Linked DNA regions of Hordeum vulgare: region 2 is linked to region 1. The links are chromatin contacts, called in public Hi-C maps. All regions are on one chromosome and are shown on one strand. Each heading gives the region's core, a stretch centred on a gene start, on an enhancer-like site or on the middle of the called end of the contact. The rest is flanking DNA. Distances are from core to core; before and after follow the strand shown.

Region 1 (4,505 bases), core at 921-3,420:
GCCACTGGCGGCCTTATCTTTGGGGCCGGTCATTCCGTATGCGCACGGACCACTACAGCCTCAAGTTCTTGCTGGACCAGCACCTCTCCACAGTTCCGCAACACCAGTGGATCAGCAAGCTCTTTGGCTTTGACTTCACCGTTGAGTACCGCCCCGGCCGTCTCAACACGGTCGCCGACGCCTTGTCCCGCCGCGACACTGAGGATGTCGCGGACGACGTCGCCATGGCTGACACTATCATGTGCATTCGCTCCGGGCCATCTTTCGCCTTCATCGACGACATTCGTCGGGCAACTTCGACGGCCGTGGACGCCCAGGGCCTGCGCCAGCGCCTTGACGCCAGCGAGCTGGACGCGCCCTGGCGCTTGGACGAGGGGCTGCTCCTACATGGCCGCCGCATCTTCGTGCCCGACCATGGCGACCTGTGCCACCAGGTCCTGACCTTGGCGCACTCTGCAGGGCACGAGGGCGTGCAGAAGACTCTCCATCGTCTCCGTGCTGATTTTTACATCCCCGATGATGGCGCGATGGTCCGCGACTGGGTGCAGTCGTGCATGACATGCCAGCGGAACAAGACGGAGACACTACGACCCGCGGGTCTACTGCAGCCGCTGGACGTACCCTCCCAGGTGTGGGCGGATATTTCCATGGACTTCATCGAGGGCCTTCCCAAGGTGGGCGGCAAGTCCGTCATCCTCACGGTGGTTGACCGCTTCTCCAAGTACGCGCACTTCATCGCCCTGGGTCATCCATATACAGCCGCCTCCGTGGCGCGGGCCTTCTTCGACGGCATCGTCCGCCTCCACGGTTTTCCGTCGTCCATCGCCAGCGATCGTGATCCCGTGTTCACGGGACATGTCTGGCGGGATCTCTTTCGACTGGCGGGCGTGAAGCTCCGCATGAGCACGGCGTTCCACCCTCAGACAGACGTCCAATCCGAGGTGGTCAACAAGGTGATCGCCATGTACCTGCGCTGTGTTACTGGTGATCGTCCACGAGCTTGGGTGGACTGGTTGGCGTGGGCGGAGTACTGCTACAACACCTCCTATCACTCCGCCCTACGCACCACTCCTTTCGAGGTGGTCTACGGGTGCCCACCTCCGGCGATGCTCCCTTACGAGCCTGGGACGGCTCCGTCCGAGACGGCGGGCGACTTACTCCGCACCCACGACGACATTCTGGCTGAGGCACGCCAGCGTCTTCTCCAAGCACAACAGCTGGCTCGGAAGTACTATGATGCTCATCATCGCGAGTCGGAGTTCGCGGTGGGTGATTGGGTGTGGCTGCGCCTCCTTCACAGGACCACGCAGTCTCTGGACCCGCGCTCCAAGCGCAAATTGGGACCTCGCTACGCCGGTCCCTTTCGTGTGCTGGAGCATGTCGGCACACTCGCATACCGCTTGGAGCTGCCAGTTGGTTCTCGCCTCCACGACGTCTTCCATGTCGGCTTACTGAAGGCCTACCGCGGGGACCCTCCTGCAGCGACGCCGACCCTTCCTCCTACTTCGGATGGCCGCCTCCTTCCAGCTTCCGCACATGTGGCGAAGGTGCTGCAGACGCAGCAGCGTCGCAGCGTCTGGCATGTCTTGGTACAGTGGACCGGCCTGTCAGAGGAGGAAGCGGCTTGGGAGAAGCTCGACGATTTCCGCCAGCAGTTTCCAGATGTTCAGCTCGAGGACGAGCTGTTTGAGAAGGCGGGGAGAGATGTTATGATCGGTACAACGTACCAACGGAGAAGGCCCAATGGGCAGGGTTAATTACGGGCTTAGCCCAAGTTATCTTACCTATCTTAGAGTCCAAATTATATTAGAGTCCAAGTTATATTAGAGTCCAAGTTATCTAGGTTTAGTGGAGGCTGTCCTCCTATATAAACACATGTACCCTTCGATATTAAGCAGACAATAAACAGTATATTCTGTTGTCGTCTCCCTCAGAAGACGAGAGCCCCAAACCCTAGCCGCCTCTCCCTCTCACGCCGCGACGGCGCCCAACCATCGACGCCGACATCCCCAACCTCACAGCCCGCACTTTCACCCGTACAACCTACGTGCGAGACCTGGTAGAACCCTAACCTCTAGTGGCTCCTCGTAGTGCCGGACTGCCCGTGCTCCAAAGCGACTTTTCGTACTTGATAGCCTTTTCGAGCTATTTAAAAGGCAAGGCGAGACCCCAACGCTGAGGCCAGCGAACACATCTTGGGCAGCCTTCCTCTCCGACTCGTCGCAACCGCAAATCGCAAGGACAGCAGGAGCTAACACGACGAGGCCACGCGACCACCACCCACCGGTCTAGCGCCTCCTCATCGTCGCCGTTCCATCCCACCCGTTGCCTTGGCTCCGCCTGAAATCGCCATGGTGAGAAATTAAATTAACCTTTGCTGGTGGGCATGTCCATTTCCTAGTGTGTGTCGGTGACTTGAGTTGCTGAGATCGGTGTGGTTGGTGTAGACGAAGAAGCAGCGCAGGGAGGCTGGCGCCCGGCAGCGGCTGCGGCCGCCGCCGCTGCTGCAGGCGCGCGACGAGCGCTCCGTCTCATGCACCACCTTCAACATTCTCGCGCCGATCTACAAGCGCATGGATTCTGAGGTGAGCTGGATCTTACCCTTTTCCCTCCCCTTGCAATCCACTTGTTTCATCGTGTGTTGGGAGGAGTTGCCGCCGGTATTTTGTTGGATCGGTGAAGTAACTTGTCCGTGGGCTTTGGGCGCAGAATGGCAGGGAGAGCCAGAACAGGGCCAACTGGTTTAGCAGGAATGAGAAAATCATCGACCGCCTCCTCGGGGATCGCTCCTCCATCATCTGCCTCCAGGTGAGGGGAATTGAGGGATTATTCACTTCCATGGGTGTTTGCGCAAGGATGTGATTGATAGGCTGTCTTGGTTTTGTGTCAGGAGGTGTGGTTGGGGAATGATGAGCTAGTAAACATGTACGAGAAGCGACTCGGTGATGCGAATTATAAGCTGTTCAAGCTCGCCCGCACAAATAACCGAGGAGATGGTGAGCTGTCTCCCCCTCTTCCATTTCAGGTAGTATTATGACAAAGTATCTTGTGGTATGGATTAAGTAAGGTGACGTGTGTTTTCCTTTTAGCCACCCCCGTCCATTTTGCCTGCTCCATCCAATTGGTAGTTTGTTCTGAGATTGCTATAAATATCTGAAAACTTGAATATTTAATGGCACAGAAAATGCAGAACATGGACTAAAAAGGTAAAAGATGTGTGTGATTATTGGGACTCCAACATTGTTATTCAGCCTGCTCTTTTCAGTTCACGTGATCGTAATTCAAATTGTTTCCATGTTGATGTTGTAATTTCTTGTGTTAAATTCCTCTGATGATTATCCTTACATTGTGATTTGTTTATCTGTTTACTATTTGAAAGAATATGTAATATTACTTGTAAGCTGTTATGTTCAATGCCTTCGATACTGATATATGCAATATCTGTCAGTAGCCATGATTGGTTGTTTTGTTCTGGAATTATTTTGGAGAAGGCACATTCAACTTTTTAATTATAACCTTGTTACAGAATGCTACTGGGACTAGTCTGCAAATTTTCACTCAAATTGTATCTTCCCCACCCAGGTCTTCTGACTGCTGTACATATGAATTACTTCTGTGTCTTGAACCACCGGGAGCTTCTGTTTAATGATTTTGGAGATCGAGTTGCTCAGCTATTGCATGTTGAGTCAGTCATACCTTTCTTGCAAAATCGAAGCAGCAGCTATGTCCAGCAGCAGAGCCTCATCGTGAACACTCATTTGGTGTTTCCCCATGATCACAGCCTTTCAATAGTTCGACTGAAGCAGGTATGATTAGTATGCTGTTGTACACTTAATCATTCAGCCTGCTAATATTTCAGCATGGTATTTAATAATTGACTGCCGTGTCCATGGTAGGTATATAAGATCCTTCAGTATGTAGAAGCTTACCAGGAAGAGCATAAACTTGGTCCAATGCCTATCATCTTATGTGGGTGAGTATGCAGTAAGCATGCTATCTTTTATGTTCTTGTACGAATATTACAGTGAAATTTATATTAACATATGATCAGGGCATTCATATTATAGTGATTGGAATGGAAGTAAGCGCGGCCAAGTTTACAAATTTCTTCGTTCACAAGGATTTGTTTCATCATATGACACTGCTCATCAGTACAGTGACAGCGAAGAAGATGCACACAAGGTAACATGACAATTCTGTTTTACTACTAATGCTTGATAGCCCAGCAACACTTTATGTGTATGTATGATTGCATTGTATTCTAATTTTTCTCCACCTTCACCTCTTCTTGAGTATAGTGGGTGAGTCATCGGAATCATAGAGGGAACATCTGTGGAGTTGATTTTATATGGCTTCTGAATCCAGATAAGTGCAGGAAACCCCTGAAAACTAGCTGGAATGAAGCTGTCTTTGGTATTATCAAGGTACGCAAACATGATCAACACTGTGTCATTAATTAAAAAAGAGGCATACTATCGCTAATATCAAGTAGTAGTTGGCCTTGA
Region 2 (4,638 bases), core at 1,323-3,822, 180 kb before region 1:
GCCGTCTACATAGTGTTGCATGATTCTCCTACTGGTTCGATAACCTTGGTATCACCACCGAGGGAAATACCTACCGTTGTTGTGCTGCATCATCCCTTCTTCTTTGGGAAAAATACCGACGTAGTTCAAGCGACATCAGTTCTTCATGGTGGTTCTTCAAGGATTTAATACATTCACAAGGTGTTCTTCAAGATTATTGTTGGAGAACCTCAAGTGTTCTTTCTCTTGCATTTCGAAGTGCAATTCTTCCTCCTTTATTCCTTGAGGTAGTGTTATAGCATTCTTGACTCATGCGGAGTCTCGAAGAGAATTTGTTTCAAGAATGAGATATTTAAACCCACCAATTTCTTCAATCATGAGATATTTTCAACCCACAAGTTATTCATTGAAGCTATCTTGGATTGGATTTCACTTAAAGCTTTTGCTAACGAATGTTCTTATCATGGTGCTTGTCATTAATCCAAGTTCTCAATGTATCCTCTCAGTATAAGATGTTTTGCATATCTTGTGGCTCCCAAGCAATATTTGTTTCTGTTAGTGGCGGGTTTTCACCTCATAATTATGGGATGTTCTCCATAAGCCCACAACAAGTTTTTTCTTTTTGTTGTTGATTATCCAACAACTCCGTTCAATCCTTTTTCCTAAGTATGCTCTTCAATTCAACGGTGGTAGAAGTTGTCATTTTCTTCTTCATCAAATGAGCTAGTTTTTATTCTTTGTTCCGGAAGCTTTGTGATGTTGCTCTCTTTTATCCATTATCTAAGTTTACCAAGATAATTTCTTTCCTTGCTTGTCAATTTAGTCGGAGTGTTGTGAAATATATTCAATTTCCTTCCATCATGTCAAGTTTTGCCTCTATATCCTACCGAAGTGCTGCGATTTGTTTTTAAATTCTTGCTTGTTCCTCATGTCATTCTTCATCACTTTGTAACCTTCAAGGATCGTTGGTTTCACTCATTTGTCAAAGAAGGAACTCAATTTTACCTCTTCCTCTCTTCTTCCTTTCCCCTTTCATTCTTAGATCTCGGGTCGAGATCTCTTGTTAGTGAATGAGAGTTGTAACAGTCTGGAACCGACGCTCTAGAAGATTCCCATTTTATCTTGTAGTTGCGTGTGCGTTATTGGTTTATTGCATTCATCATGTCATCATGCCATCATGTCAATAATTTTTCTAAATATCAAATAAATAAATTGCATACATCTTTGGATCTATTTAAATTGGGGATTCACATGATGATTCTCTTTATAACATATCCTCCCAATATTTTAAGGATCTATTATAAAATATTCCATTATTTTGGAATCACCCATGAACACACTTACATTTTAAATCCCATGCTTTTCCTACTTCAAGATTGACCTCCAAACCTTGTTAATATTTCTTTCTCCATTTGTCGACACTCCTCGTAAATCCTCAACATTTTGGACACTTCTTAAACCTAGACCCAATTCAACCCATTTGAATTATATTTCATATGAGTTTGAATTCAAAATTCATGCACATGCTCTTTTCTAATTTTCTTGGATCGAGGTTATTTTCATGAGTCCGGGAAAATACTCCCTCCAAACTCTCTTCCTATAGACCTCTCTTCTTTCTCTAAGTATCTTTTTTCAGCTTATAGAAAAGAGAAAGGCCAAGTGGGCTTCTCGCCGATTCTAGCTCATCCCCGCGACCTATCTAATCCCTCCTCCTAACCCTAGCCGCTAGGGAGCCTGAACCCTCTCTTCTCTCAATCTCTCCCTCACTGTTTCGATCCCACGCCGCCACCCACACGCATCGCTCTCACCAGCGCTCCTCACTCGATCCCCTTGGCTCCATCCATGGCCCTACCTCCGGCGACCCGACCGTCGCTCGCCCTCGCCGTCTCGCTGCCCGACAAGCTTGATCGCCGCCGTGCCCGCCTATTCTTGTGGGCCCCTTCTTCATGCCCCCTCGCCGAGTCCTCTCCACCTCCTTCATCCACTTGAGCACACCATGCCCGAACCGCGTCCTCGACCTCATGTGCCTAGCCACAGCTCCGCCCGCCTCATGCGTGCTCGCCCGCTTCTCCTCAAGCTTTGCCATGAGTCAGCTGATGTCGACCTGCATCATGATGCAGCCATGGGTGGCCCATCTCGTGCTGCCCGAGCCGCCCCTTGCATCCTCCTGCTCCTTGGCCGCGCCATAGCTGGCGCCGCTTAAGCTTCCGACCTCTCCTATCCTCTGCACCAAAGGACCCGACCAGCCCCTCTGTGTGCCTCGCCTCCAATGCTTACAGCTCCACTGCGTGCCGCCCGTCCCGACCTGCTTTCGTGCAAGCCGCCTCAGCCATGACCGGCTCGAGATTCTGCCTCTACTGTGAGCATTGGCTCGAGATCCTTGCCATGGTAGCGCCCCTCCTCTACTCGTTGCATGCTCACCTTGCGCTGCCCCATGCCTTGCCGGCAAAAACTGCAGCCGTCGCTGCTTCCTGCTGTTGCCTATTCTGTTCGCTCCTGCACAACCATCATGGTTCAGATCACCTCTAGCTGCGTGCACCCAGATGTGTGCCGGGTTGAGATCCTCTGCTGTACTGTATGATGCTGTAGTGTGGATGACACATGGGTCAGGTACCACGTGACAGTGAGCTTACTGTATCATATAATACTGTAGAGGATCCTTGTGCTTTGTTGTCTTCGGTTACGGTTGGTTCAATTTTGCCCATCTTGCCAGTTTGTGCAAAGACACCCAAGATTGTCTCAGATTTCACCAAGTCTACAAGCGTCGCATACGAATATATGGTGATGCGTTAAAGTACCTCTACCACCATATCCTGAATAGCCAATAACGACAAGTAGCACGATGTCCGTTGCCGTCTACCACTACGTTCGCCCCAAAAACCTCGGATTCATCAAGTTCAACTTCGACACGTGTGCCACTACTTCTACAACGACTTGTGAACCTCTATACTGCAATGAACCCTTCCGCCTCGCCCACACGCTTCGAAGGTATAATGTTGAGATGACCGCCCTTGAGCGAGTGTTGTGATGTCGGTAGCCGTCCATGAATGTTAGTTGCACTCTTTTGTTTTTTCGTGCCGCCGACACATGGGACATCTGGGATCCGAGATCACCCCATCATTTCTTGCATGCCCGCACCTCCTATACTTATTCTTTTGCATCCGCATCTCAATGCAGAAACGTTATCGTGGCACCGTTTTCATTGTTGCCTTCGTAGCACCCATTTCTTTACATCATGGCGAGATATGCTCCATATCATTTCCTATATGTTCATCAAATTGCATCGATTTGATCATGTCACCCTCATGCATGGTAATAACAATTAAAGTGATGTTTGCATTAAAATTGCCTAACGCCATGCTAAAATGGTTTGTCTCATAACTAATTAATCATAGCTCCGTTTAAAATGGTCCACATATGTAATTTATCTAAAACAATATGTAGAATAACCTGGTGCACTTTAATTTTCATGTTTAATAAATATAAAATATGATTATTCAGATCTGGTCCAATTTCAAAAATTGCATAGGAAGTCGTTTGTGAATTCTATATGTTCTCTCTGACCTCATTTACAATGCCTAGGTAGTGTAGTTTAATTTTGCTTCACCTCTTGCCATGATAAATAAAATTTAAACTGTTTCATACCTAAACATGAGTGAAGTAAATAATTCAAAATGGAGTTTGTTCAATATGCAACTCGTTGCATCTTGAGCTTCACTTCAATTTGTAGTAGTTGTTTGATGTGTTTCCCATGTCGTGCATAATTAATTGGACTTGCATCATACTTGCTTGTGCATCATGTCATGCATATGTTCTGGACTTTATCGTGTGTTGATTATTGTTTCTGGATTGTTTCTTCTCAATAGAGTTCCAACCGCTACAGAGTGTGAGGATCTGTTCGACTACGTCAGTTGGTCTACTTCATGGATTCGTTCTTCTTCCAAGCGGGATCCCAAGGAAGATGATCATTTCCCTAGCTATCATTACTATCATTGCCATGCTAGTTATCTAGTTTTTGCCACTATGCCTCGCTGCCTACCACCTGTTAATGTCAACCTCCCAACATTGTCATGAAAGCCTCTAACCCCTCCATATCCCAGCAAACCACTGTTTGGCTATGTTACCGCTTTCTCATCCTTGTTATAGCATTGCTAGTTGCAAGTGCAGTTGCTTCCATGTGAAAACATGAGTTTCTTGTTATATAACCATATTATTGTTATTTAATTTAATGCACCTATTGTCGGGGTACGCAAACATGGGTGTTTAATCGGCGACCTAAGGTTGTTGGGGGATGCTACCACTCCATCAAGACCTAGCCAGGGTCAGAGAAGCCACTCTATGAGAGCTCAAGGAGCGCATCAAGAAGACCAAGACTTCAGCAGACGCGGCCCCTGATGGTCGATGGCGCCAGCAAGACCTACACAAGCAGGCCAAGACATGCCAAGAACCCCCGGCACCTACCAGGCACATGCATCCTCGACAAGACTCGGCAAGACGCCTCACCAAATCGCTACACCTCATCGCTACACCACTCACTTATTGATGAGGTGTCAAGCTCCTAGAAGGCTAGGTGGCTCTCACTAAATACATGGCGGTGTGCCAGAAGAAGATTGCGAGCAGTTGACACCCGTCCAAAGGTGTGTCAAGACACCAAGCCAC

The links. A called contact is a pair of places that touch in the nucleus more often than the background predicts.
Region 2: a contact with region 1 is called in a Hi-C map of leaf, with 4 times the contacts expected there. The contact joins the enhancer-like site here to the promoter of LOC123428710 in region 1. A contact is called at or near these places in 2 of 6 Hi-C or Micro-C datasets (leaf and seedling) and 1 of 1 datasets of contacts at active chromatin or transcription factors (embryo).

The regions. Positions count from the first base shown.
Region 1 is chr1H:201,276,019-201,280,523 of MorexV3_pseudomolecules_assembly, reverse strand. LOC123428710 reads left to right here and starts at 2,170. Exons shown (of 11, transcript XM_045112889.1): 1 at 2,170-2,354; 2 at 2,448-2,585; 3 at 2,710-2,808; 4 at 2,891-2,996; 5 at 3,583-3,806; 6 at 3,897-3,973; 7 at 4,068-4,182; 8 at 4,299-4,424. The coding sequence starts at 2,352.
Region 2 is chr1H:201,459,870-201,464,507 of MorexV3_pseudomolecules_assembly, reverse strand. No RefSeq gene overlaps it. Among protein-coding and RNA genes, the nearest start is that of LOC123428721, 41 kb to the left of the region's middle. Within about 2 kb of position 2,572, at least 3 of the 3 cell types and tissues checked have open chromatin away from gene starts, as enhancers often do. A contact at or near this core is called in leaf and seedling, where this site is marked.